4 separate regions of the Mus musculus genome follow, and regions 2, 3 and 4 are each linked to region 1. Evidence: chromatin contacts called from public HiChIP or PLAC-seq and promoter capture Hi-C data. All regions are on one chromosome and are shown on one strand. The core of a region is the stretch at or near the end of the contact, and the rest is flanking DNA. Distances in the headings are between cores, read along the strand shown. Region 1 holds the start of Rab21 (RAB21, member RAS oncogene family). Region 2 holds the start of Cnot2 (CCR4-NOT transcription complex, subunit 2). Region 3 holds the start of Kcnmb4 (potassium large conductance calcium-activated channel, subfamily M, beta member 4). Region 4 holds the start of 1700030O20Rik (RIKEN cDNA 1700030O20 gene).

The links. Promoter capture Hi-C pulls out the DNA fragments that hold promoters and counts their contacts. HiChIP or PLAC-seq counts read pairs in DNA pulled down with a chosen protein or histone mark.
Region 2: a contact with region 1 is called in an HNF4G HiChIP or PLAC-seq map of pancreatic cancer cells. The contact joins the promoter of Cnot2 here to the promoter of Rab21 in region 1. A contact is called at or near these places in 6 of 39 promoter capture datasets (the 3T3-L1 cell line, the C10 cell line, erythroid cells and 2 more), 2 of 484 Hi-C or Micro-C datasets (both in the G1E-ER4 cell line), 2 of 115 datasets of contacts at active chromatin or transcription factors (pancreatic cancer cells and pro-B cells) and 1 of 9 other capture datasets (liver).
Region 3: a promoter capture Hi-C map of embryonic stem cells shows a contact between it and region 1, with 4 times the contacts expected there. The contact joins the promoter of Kcnmb4 here to the promoter of Rab21 in region 1. A contact is called at or near these places in 6 of 39 promoter capture datasets (the C10 cell line, embryonic stem cells, hippocampal neurons and 3 more) and 1 of 115 datasets of contacts at active chromatin or transcription factors (large pre-B cells).
Region 4: a contact with region 1 is called in a promoter capture Hi-C map of embryonic stem cells, with 4 times the contacts expected there. The contact joins the promoter of 1700030O20Rik here to the promoter of Rab21 in region 1. A contact is called at or near these places in 3 of 39 promoter capture datasets (embryonic stem cells, liver and pre-B cells).

The regions. Positions count from the first base shown.
Region 1 is chr10:115,314,221-115,316,920 of GRCm38.p6, reverse strand. It overlaps Rab21 (RAB21, member RAS oncogene family), which reads left to right and starts at 1,330. Exons shown (of 7, transcript NM_024454.1): 1 at 1,330-1,727. The coding sequence starts at 1,575.
Region 2 is chr10:116,580,242-116,582,941 of GRCm38.p6, reverse strand. It overlaps Cnot2 (CCR4-NOT transcription complex, subunit 2), which reads left to right and starts at 1,431. Exons shown (of 16, transcript NM_001037846.3): 1 at 1,431-1,489.
Region 3 is chr10:116,472,261-116,474,960 of GRCm38.p6, reverse strand. Kcnmb4 (potassium large conductance calcium-activated channel, subfamily M, beta member 4) reads left to right here and starts at 1,438. Exons shown (of 3, transcript NM_021452.1): 1 at 1,438-1,775. The coding sequence starts at 1,440. It overlaps Kcnmb4os2 (potassium large conductance calcium-activated channel, subfamily M, beta member 4, opposite strand 2), which reads right to left and starts at 1,798. Exons shown (of 3, transcript NR_130644.1): 1 at 574-1,798; 2 at 328-476; 3 at 1-195.
Region 4 is chr10:116,727,922-116,730,621 of GRCm38.p6, reverse strand. It overlaps 1700030O20Rik (RIKEN cDNA 1700030O20 gene), which reads left to right and starts at 1,445. Exons shown (of 3, transcript NR_045345.1): 1 at 1,445-1,545. It overlaps 4930579P08Rik (RIKEN cDNA 4930579P08 gene), which reads right to left and starts at 1,369. Exons shown (of 3, transcript NR_131036.1): 1 at 1,170-1,369.

The DNA.
Region 1 (2,700 bases), core at 81-2,580:
CCAGGTTAAAGACTGTTTTTGAATTGATACCTTGCAAGTTACATCACAAATTCTTTTCCTATTTGCATTATTATTGTAAATATTATCATTATTATTATTACTGAAATGGTGTCTTGCTATGTAGCTCCAATTAGCTTAGAGCTCACAATTCAAAAGAGGCTGGCCTTGAACTTAAAGGTAATGTCTCTGATTTCTTGTCTGACTTCTTGTCACACGTCAATGTCGGATGCTCCTTTCTACTTCACGGCTCTCCTTTTTGCCGAAGATACTCCTAACAAAAGGCAGCTTTCTCCAGGAAGCTCTTCTAGGACGCTAACTCAGCTAGCTTCCCATGTATCTTTGTAAAACATTCTGAATTGCTTCTCCTTAAAAAGCATGCAGTGTGTAAATTGCGCATGCGTTGTTTCCTTGGTTAAAAATGTAAGCTCTCTGAGGACAGAGACATTGTATCTAATGCGACACAGAGAATGGCAAGCATTGGCTACATTCACGCCCTCGTTGAATGAACGAATGAGCTGCCTTTAAGTTGAAGTGTAAAATTAGTCTGATGAGATGAAAGTTTATTTTAAGTGACACCAAACTACAAAATTTCAGAAATACCAGGTTGCTTTCTTGGAAAGTGTATTTCATGAAATAAAATGGAAACACAGGAAGAAAAAATAAGCAATCGTCCAATAAACCAGACCCATCAAAGTGGACTCAGCATAGACAGAAATCCTGGGGAACCAGGAGTGATGACTGATGATGGGACCGCATTTATTCTTAGCCTGGGCTTTTAGGGCTGGAAACGGAGAGAAGTTAAGTCTTCTGCAATCCTTGCTCTTAAACCTACAACCGAATCGGAATTCCACCGAGTGTGGCAAGCAGCGATAAAGAAGGCGCACCATTGTTAGGAAATATCTCGGTGAGGAAGTGAGTAAGAGGGATGGAAGGATGTGGGAAGGTCTGGGTGGTCAGGGAAGCCTTTCCGGTTTAAGCTGAGACCTGGACGATGACTCGAGGACCTGGCCGTGTGGACGAACTGTAAAGTTCATGAGCCCGGATTTGTGCGCCCAGAGAAAGAGACTCAAGGGCACCTTGGCCGGACTTTGCGTGTGATGACCCCTGGTGTGATGGCTATCCGCTTTGGGACCATTCCTCGGGCCGGGCGATCATGTCCTGTATTCTATTCCATCAGAGTGGGGTCAGATCGCAAAGATCAGCTCCTTCCCACCGCAGGATTCCCGGGATGCTGAGCCGGTTCGTGCGGACGCGGAAACAGGCCCAGGCTCGCCCGCCGCCGACTCCGCCCACCGCGGTCACGTGACGAGGGGTGTGACGTAGGAGGAAGGAGACGCCATTAGAGGGAGGAGAGGCAGCTCTCCCCTAGCCTCGGGTCCCTGACGTGGTGGCCGGGGCCCTTCATTCTGGGACTTTCTCTCGGCCCTCGCAGGCCTCGCCCGCGGAAGGACGCGGCGAGCACCGGGCTCGGCGGGGCGTGAAAGAGCCGGGCCCGGGAGGAGCGGGCGCCCCGGCGGCGGCGGTGCGGGGTTCGGCGCGGCGCTGGGCTCGGGCGGCGGGGTAGCGGCGGCGGGATGGCTGCGGCCGGCGGCGGGGCGGCGGCGGCGGCGGGCCGAGCCTACTCCTTCAAGGTGGTGCTGCTCGGGGAAGGCTGCGTGGGGAAGACGTCGCTGGTGCTGCGCTACTGCGAGAACAAGTTCAACGACAAGCACATCACCACCCTGCAGGTGCAGACCCCGGGGAGCCGGGCTGGGGACCCGCGCCCGCTCCTCTGCCTCTGGCCTGTCAAACCCCCTTCCCTGCCTTCCCATTGCCTTTTGCAATCGCTTTGGGGACCCGCGGGCCTCAGCACACGGTAGATGTCAAGACCCACAGTGGGGAGGGAGAGGACCCGGAAAAGTCCCCAGTTGCCGGTGGAGGCTGCGCAGGTCGGGGAGTCCCCCGGTCTGCGTGCTGGTTTTCCCCTCTGATGGGCTTCGGCTGGGGACACCAGGTGTTTTCACTCTGTGGTCTCCGAGACCATCAGCCCTTCTTCTTTCTTCGCCAAGTAGGAACTCGGATACGGATTAGAATTTGCGAACGAGGTGGTTTGTAACTTCCAGAGCGTACTGATGACTAAGTGTTTATGCAAGTTCCATTTTGTCCTGCTTTCAAAGTAAATGGAGTGGTAAAACACCCGTCGTTGGAGGGTTTTTTTGTTTTTGTTTTAAACGACTGTTTGCTGCTTGTCGGTTACCCCGTTTCTTTGCAGCCTTCTTGTGTCCGGACGTGTGGCTTCCTTATTCTTTGGGGTTTGATCTTATCCGCGTTGAAACATCGTGTTGCGTAGTGGCCAGCAATCGGTCTTCAAACTAAAAAAAAAAAATCTAGGCACTGCTGCTACACGTTTTCTTTACTGTCAGGCCATAAAACGCTGGCTTTCTTCTACAGTTCCATTGGAAGTGTGGAAGTGTTACAATGTAATTGAAAGTGAAACCAGGCCATTGAAGGATCTGCGATCTCCCTGGTCTCCTTAAAAAAAAAAATCAGTTTGCATGTGTTCGAAGGAATTTATCTATTAACATGTCTTGATCAGACTGTCCAGAGGCTAAAAAAGCTAGTGATCTTGAGTTTGGGCGTCTGGATCCATATCCTACCCCCATTTATTTCCATAGCCCCGTGATCTTAGGTAAATTGCTTAACCGTGCATCCCTGGGTTTC
Region 2 (2,700 bases), core at 182-2,681, 1.3 Mb before region 1:
TTTAATGAAATGAACAACCTAGCAAAATAAACCTTTTTTTTCTACTGGCTACACCAGTTCCTGTCCGCATTTAAACAAATTTGCATATCTGCTGATACTGCATATCTGCTATGTCAAATTACTTTCAAAACCATGACAAAGGTACTTTTAATTTCACCGTAGGCTATTGTATCCTATTTCTTGCCTTTAGCTTTCTATGATAAAAATATATATCGCTTCCGTTTATCACAGAATCTATATCTAACTATATAGACTGGCGGGCTGGAAGGAGGTAATTTATTAAACTACAGCAGAAACTTTATTTACTTCAAATGAGTAGTAATCCGCATTAGTAAGCTCTACCACTCAAACATGAACAGCGATACGTTATGAAACTCGCAACTTCAAAGCACAAAGAGGCTTTTTAGCAAGTTAAGTAACCGTAAAACACGAAGTTTGTGGATGTTCAAAGGTGTAAACTAAGAGTATTACAGCAATAAAAAGTAATTTCACTTTCAGGGACAGTCCGGCTTTGGAGAGCAAAACACTTTAGTTCCCAACCACAGCCACCGTATTTTCAAAAGGTCTAGTGGATGAGCCAGCTGGTCACTAAGGTTTACCAAGGGCGCGCCGGGCGGGAACTAAATAAAGTGCCACAAACACCGTTCGGTTAGATTAAGTACTCCCGGCAGTGCTTTAAAAACACGCTTCCCCCTTACTTCCTCTCACCAGGTTTAGACCGGGGGGGGGGGGGGCAGGTAAAAAAAAGGGGAGCATGAAAAGGAAGAGGGGGCGGCGATCAAACGCCTAGGTTCCAGCGGAGGGGAACTCACTGCTCGGGAGGTGCGGGCGGCGTGCGGCGGGTGTCTGGGGGAGCGCACCCAGGTAGCGCAGGCAGCGGGGCGGTGGGAGGACCGAAGCACCGCAGGCACCGCACCGCACCGCGCCGCGCAGCAGGCTGGGGACAGCCCGGGGACAGCCCGCAGGAGGTGCTCGGGGGCGGGGTGTCCGAGGAAAACACAAACACAAACACGCTGCGCGTCCCCCGGTGGGCGGACCCACGCCACCCTCGGCTTCTCCCCGCCCCCGAGGCCGCGCTCGCCCGCTCGCTCGGACCCCAGGCCGCAGCTCCAGGCGTGGCCGCAGCAGCTCCCGGCGTGGCGGCGGTCTGGCTTCGGGAGCCCGGAGAGGCCGCCCAGGCCCCACTCTCCTCGGTCACCGCCACAAGACAGCGCCGCACCTTCCGCGGGAGGCGGCGGAAGCCCGGGAAGGCTCCAGGCGAGCGTTGTGCTTCTCACGGTCGACTGGCGTACGGGCGGCGTTCCGTCCATTCGGCGAGCCTCGCTCGCTCGCCGGCTTCTGCTGCTGCAGCCGCCGTCGCCGCCGCCTTCGAGCGGAGTCGGAGCGACGGGGGTCACGGCGGGGGTCAGAGGGTAAAGGTCTTGCTCCCAGCAGCCTCCGCGGTGGATACGTCGCCATCTTGGATCCGCGGGACAAGAAAATTCATGCGGTGAGTTTTTGGCCAATTTTCGGAAGTCTGGCGGCGGGGCACGCGGCGGGGGAGGCGGATTGGGGGCCCCCTCAAGGCGGGGGAATGCCTCGGGGCTGGTCCGGTCGCGCCCGGGGTCCGCGGGTAGCGTCCCGGCCCGCCGCTTCCCGTTGCTTTTGTCTCGGCTCCAATCGAGAGAGGGAAGAGCGGAGCGGGCGGGCGGGCGGGCGGGGAGGGGGTGGCGGCGCTGGAGGAGGGAGGGGGTGTGTGGCGGGGTGGACGGGACGTAAAGCGTCGCCGTGCTCGGGCCGCCACCGCCGCCACCACCGCAGCTACCGCAGCCGCAGCCGCTCCGGAGCTTAGGCCCGGGCCCCCGCTGCCCGCCGCGGGGCTTCCCCGGCTCCCGCCGGCGCGGAGCAGCCGCTGCCGCCGTGCTGCTTCCTGGGCTAGGAGAGAAGGCAGCGGCGGCGGTGGCGGCGGCAGCAGCATCCAGGAGCCCCGGCCACTGGACACGGCTCCTGCCTGCCACGTTCCCAGCAGCTGCTGGTCCTTGAAGCTTTACGTTTCTGGCCATACACGCGCATCCTCCGCCACTTGTGTGGTTTTCTTTTCTTTCTTTCTTTTTTTTTTTTTATTTGTTTGTTTGTGTAAGATGGGGACATCGCACTGGCTAACGGGCCTCGGGAGCCTCCAGGCCCTGAGCTATACCGAAGGGGCCTTTCTTGCAAGGTGGAAAGGCGAGAGAGAAACTCAGATGCTGCTTCTGCCCCCGTGCCTGGAGTGGGAAGCCTCTCTAGTGGTGTAGCCTCTTGAGTTCCGATGGTCCTGGGGCGGCGGAGGAGGAACCCGAGCCACTCTTGTGAAGTTGCAAGCCCTGGTTTCTACTTCCGCCGGGCCCCCTCTACCTTTTGCCGTTTTGTTTTAGGTCTTCACTTCAAAGTTTCATAGAAGAAATAAGTTGGGTTAAAAGAAACCCGGTAGTTCTTAATTGAGGTACTGTTTGCTTAGGAGAAAAGCTTATAATTCTTGTTATCTGTAGGCCCTTCGGGAAATCTAATTGTAATTTTATTTTTGTAAAATTATTTCTAAGGTTTTGTTATTTGCATTTACGTTAGATCCAATCAGTACGCTTTTACCTCCAAAAGAAAATAAAAATAAATAAATCTTACACATAGGTACTTTCTTGGAAATCCTAGGGGGACATCTCCACTTTTCAACATCTGGGAAGACAA
Region 3 (2,700 bases), core at 189-2,688, 1.2 Mb before region 1:
CTGCAGCCTTTTTATTCATTAAGAAAAACAGACACTAAAGGTCTCCTTTACCATTGTTTGGAAATACCCATCAGCATAACATGCCAGAACTCTGTCAGTGCCAGCCAAAGGGTTTGAAGTCTGGTAGAGTGGGCTTAACATTTCCATGACTTGGCAACTGTTATTCATCAGGAGCCTGAGTTCATTCATCTAGGACTTGAAAGACAAGAAAAGGAGGGTTAAAACAACAACAACAACTTTATTCTTCCAAACGCAGCTCTAAACAGTTCTCAAGTTTGGTTTTATGATCTTTAAAAAAATGTAGGTAAAAAGCAAATTTAAACTTACAAAGGAAAAGTCAGGAGAATAGAGGCTGAATAAAGGTGTACATCGATAGGGTGGAGTTCCAAAGTGTCTGCAAGCCGCGGTCGCCTTGCACAGAGCTCCAGAAAAAGCTCACCTGCAAATCTCAGGGCCAGCTAAGGGTGGCAATATTCCTAAAGAGGCCAACAGAGTCTGCTCTCACCAGCCCGAGGCCAGGCTTTGCCACCTGTTTGCGTCCACCCCCTAGGGGTCGTTCCCGCTGTCTGGCACCTATTTTTCCAGGAAAGTCCACCGACGCTCAAGGCTCCAATCGTGTTAGCCTGCACGGTCCCGGTGGCGGCGTGGGATCCGCGGGGACCTCCGGCTCCCGGCCGCTCGCCTGTGGGCATCCCCCCGCGTCCGCGCCGGTGCCCTCTGTCGCTCGCCGCCACCGGAGCTCCCTTTGCCGGTGCGCCTGCTGCCCCGCAGCTCCCCGGATCGGAGTTTGAAGATTCCCGCTTCGCACGCTCACGCCATCCTCCCCCACTTAAAAAAATTTTTTTTTTCTCTCTTTTAACTTTCTCCCCAGCCACGCTCCCTCGGTGCTAAGCGTTCGCCTCGACCGTCTCCGCCATCTCTCCAGGTTGCATCTGGCGAGGATTCCGAGAGCAGCTCGCGGCGGCCCGGGTGCTCGCCCACGGGAGCTGCGGGGCGCGGCGCGGGGCGGGGCGGGGCGGCGGCGCCCAGGGCGGGGAGGAGCAGCCTCGCTCAACGCGGAGCCAGGGCTCAGCAGCCCAGTCGCTCCCAGCGTCGGGGCGCCGGGCGCTCGGCCGCGGCGATGGCAGGCGGGCGGCGCGCGCGGGGAGGCGGGCGCGGGGCGCGGAGCGCGCGGGGGCGGGGGCGGGCTCGGGGAGCCCCGGGGTGCCGGACGCTGTGAGGCGGCGGTGGCACCCGGGAGCCCGGCCTCGGGCAGCGCCGTCGCCGCCGCCGGGGGCGTCGCCGGCCTCGGCCCCTTTGTTCTCGCGCGCGCCCCCTCGCCGCCCACTCCCCTGCTGTCGCGCGGCGGCGGCGGCGGCTCCTCCCGCCCGAGGCGGTTGAGCTCGGCGCCGGGGGCGGGAGGGGGCGGGGAGCGCGCCAGCCGTGGAGAGTGGGGGGCGATGGCGAAGCTCAGGGTGTCTTACGAGTACACGGAAGCCGAAGACAAGAGCATCCGGCTCGGCTTGTTCCTCATCGTCTCCGGCATCCTGTCGCTCTTCATCTTCGGCTTCTGCTGGCTCAGTCCCGCCTTGCAGGATCTGCAAGCCACGGCGGCCAACTGCACCGTGCTGTCGGTGCAGCAGATCGGCGAGGTGTTCGAGTGCACCTTCACCTGTGGCACCGACTGCAGGGGCACCTCGCAGTATCCCTGCGTCCAGGTGTACGTGAACAACTCCGAGTCCAACTCCAGGGCGCTGCTACACAGCGACCAGCACCAGCTCCTGACCAACCCCAAGGTAAGCGCGCGGGAGCTCCCGCCTAACAGTGCAGGTTCGGGGCCAACGTCCCGGTTAGACCCCAGGGGAAGAATCGAGTGCACTGTCCTCGCTCGGAGTTGATGCGAGGGAGGCATGAGGTGCATGCACGCATCCCTGGAGCCCAGGGCTCCAGACCTCGGGGTGTGTTTGCCTACTGGGCGGTGGTACGCGAGCCTCTCTGCAAACAGATCTTTTCTGTTCTTAGATTTTTTTGAGCTCCGGACCACCCCAGGTCCAGCGCCTGCGGGAAGGGGTTGCCTAAACTCAAGGAGCAAAGAAAGTTAACTTTTCCTTCCAATGTAGCCATGGGATAGCCCAGGACCCAGGTACTCCAGTATATGGCCTGAGCTTCTATGGGGCTCAAGAACTCCCTTCTTTGAGAGGTTAAAGGGGTCTCTTCGCTTCTGGAAAGTATCTTAAGTGACTTTTGAATTTTAGTTCTAAACTGAAGTTTTTAACTTGAGGTCTACAGATAGACTTGGGATGGTGAGGGTGGGGTCAACAGCCATCAGGAGGAATCCAAGAAGAGATTCTGATGAGGTCGGGTTGGTTTGCTTGGTGCTGGTGGTGGAGGCTGAAGGGTCCTAACCACTCTGAGTGTTTGGGCACAATGAGAAGCTGTAACTAAGGAGTAAGTAGGAGAACAACTTACCGAAAATAGAAAGCCCTTGATGACATATACCAAGCAGCGGTTTCCTGACAACTTCTTTTGTTGTTACAGGGGAGGAAAAAAAAAAAAAAAGAGGGAAAAAAATAGATAAAACCTGGTTAGGACTTTCTAGCCTCTGGAGAGCAGAGAGGGAGACTCAGAAAACTTCCCCGGGGTAGGAAAGCACTTATAAAAAGCTGTGTCCCCAGTCCGTGAACTAATTGAGCCTTGCAGTGTGCCTGCTTCTGCAGGAGG
Region 4 (2,700 bases), core at 196-2,695, 1.4 Mb before region 1:
CCCAACTCAACAAGCACGACTTGACTAAGAAGTTGGGAAGATTTTTCTTGGTTTCGCTGGTCTTGAGCTCCACCACTGGGCAGAGGGGAACCTTTGCTGTGCCTTTCTTTCACTGTCCTGTGGGCACCTTTGAGTCAGGCCCACTTGAGAAGGCAGCTGTTCCAATCAGGGTGTGGATCTTTCCACAAACACTTGTCATCTCCCGATTGCTTGGAGACAGAGGCAGAATGAGATGAAACAGGGAGGGGGAAGGGCACGTGGACGGGAGACTGAAAAAGCTGTTAAATGGAGAGAGGACACTAAGGGAACGAATTTTCTTTAGCTGTGTTCACAGGAGTTTCTCACGTGATACATTCGTGTCTCCCCCCCACTCTCTCTGTAGCACTGGGCTAGTTATGTGCACTGTGGCACTTCACACCCGAAAAGCCTTTTGTGTAGGTATTGTAATCTCTGTCTTTCATAGATCCAGAAAGCCATCTGTTTATTAAATTCTAATTCACACACTCCTCCAGAGAAGTTCCCCCCTACCTTGCCCCCCCCTTCTCTCTCTCTCTCTCTCTCTCTCGAATGGAACCATGGAATCCAGGGACTTAGATGTGTGAGCCAAGCTCTCTACCACAGAGAGATATTCCTATTCTTTTCACCTTTTGATTTTACAGATTTTTGGGCTTATTTTGAGACAATGTTGCTAGGTCACCTAGGCTGACCCCGAAACTCACTCTGTAGCCCAGGCAGATCTGGCACTTTCAATCCCCCTGCCTCAGCCTTCCAAGTAGCTAAGATTACAAGTCCCCACATCTGATGGAGAGCTGGCTCAGCGGTTAAGATCACTGTCTGCTCTTCCAGAGGTTCTTAGTTCAATTCCCAGCAACCAAGTGGTGGCTCACAACCATCTGTAATGGGATCTGATGCCCTCTTCTGCTCTTCTGATATGCAGGTCTACATTCAGTTAAAGCACTCATTAAAAAAAAAATTAAAGGAAAAAAAAAACGTACAATCAAGACTATCAGGCCTGGCTTGGGGTGGGAGTGGGGTGGGGTGTCCCCCTTTCTAAGAATACATAGAATTATACTCTATTTGAGACCAAGCTGCGAGGCTTCTCCTTAGGATGCAAATTTTGGGAGAGGGATGGTCTAGTTTTGGCTCCAGAGCAGACAGGTTCATCCCACCTTCGGGCAGCTGGAGCTGCTGAGCAGAAAGACAGACAATCTGGTCTAAAGAGTCCTTCACAGTGTGTGTGGGAGCTCGCCATTACAAGCAAAGAGAAGGCAAAACAAGGAGCAGAAGGCACAACTGGGTCTGAGATATAGACAGCTGTTGGACCAGGCTGCAGACATCCTGTGTACACAGACCTGGACCTCTACAGCGCAGGCGCGGAGCCAACCGCCTCATCCCACCACCCCCCCCCCCCCCGCACCCCCCTATCCCCACCCCCCACCCCCGCCTCCTAGCTTGGTCTACCTAACTCTTCAAGTCCTGCTCTGGCAATTCCTTCCCGTTCCTCCTCCCTCTCCAGTTTCTGTCACAGAGCCAGCCTGAAAACAGGTATGAGGTGGTGGGTCAGGTTCCATGAAGGAGTTGTATTTATTAGGCCACCCGCAGGGTAAGGGACAGCCTGAAGAGGGAAGCCCAGCTAAAGCAGGTTCCCACAGGAGTAAGGCGCAGGCTCACCTTGAACAACACACTACCTTCAAGGCCAATTAGATGGGAGGGGGTCTCCTGTAGCACCAACCTCCCGTGGAAAAGGCTTCCCTTTCCCTATGGAGGCCACGGGTTCATTCTGAGGGCTCCACTAGTCAGTGTGAAAGACAGAAAGGATCTTTATGAACTACAAACAGAAACGTGCATCACCGGGCTTAAGTCAAAAAAAGAAAAAGAGAGAATCTAGACATTTCTTACAGAGAACACAATTACAACATCTCTTTCTGATGATGAAAGTATCGCTTTGTTCAGTTTGAAAATAACTAAAATAAATAAATATACAATACTCTTATAATTCTTATTCTGGGCAAACAACATCTTTGGGTAACTTCCTTTTCCCCTTAAACTGAAGGAAGCAGCAGTGTGATTGGCCGCTGAACCGTCTGCTAGTCTTACTACTTTGTGTCTAACATCTCTTCTTTCAAGCTGAAGTTGTTTCCTGATTTTTCTTCTCCCACCTACAGCAGCCACAGGTCGCTTTTCCCTCCCAACGGGTCCGGCTGGCTGTGTGTTCTCATCTGTTAGCTAGAAGGGGCGCGTTTGTCTTTCTAATACTCTCTCAGATCTTTTGGGGTGTGCGGAGTTTGTGCGCTTGGAGTTTTTGGCCCTTCTTGCCCTCAGCCTTCATTCCTAAGCTGCCGGCACTTTTCTGCAGCCTACAGTCCCCGTGTGAAGCTAGCCTTGAACTTATTCTCTTGGGTTGCCAGCCTATCATTTCCGCAAAGCTCACGGCAGGAGAATGCCCAGTACTTTCAGTATCTTTCACTGGAGGTGTAATCTGAACGAGCTGACTGAGAGCAGCCCTTGTTCAAGTGAGTGTTGGCATCCTCTTCTCCCCCGGCGCCCCACTCCCAAACCCCAGCAAGTCAGGCTTCACAAGGAGACGCAACAAGGACTGTGGAAAAATGGAGAGAGAAACTGAGCTGCAATCCCACAGTCCCAAACAGTTCATGAAGTGCGCGCTTGGAGAGAGAGAGCCACAAGGCCCCTGGGAGCCTT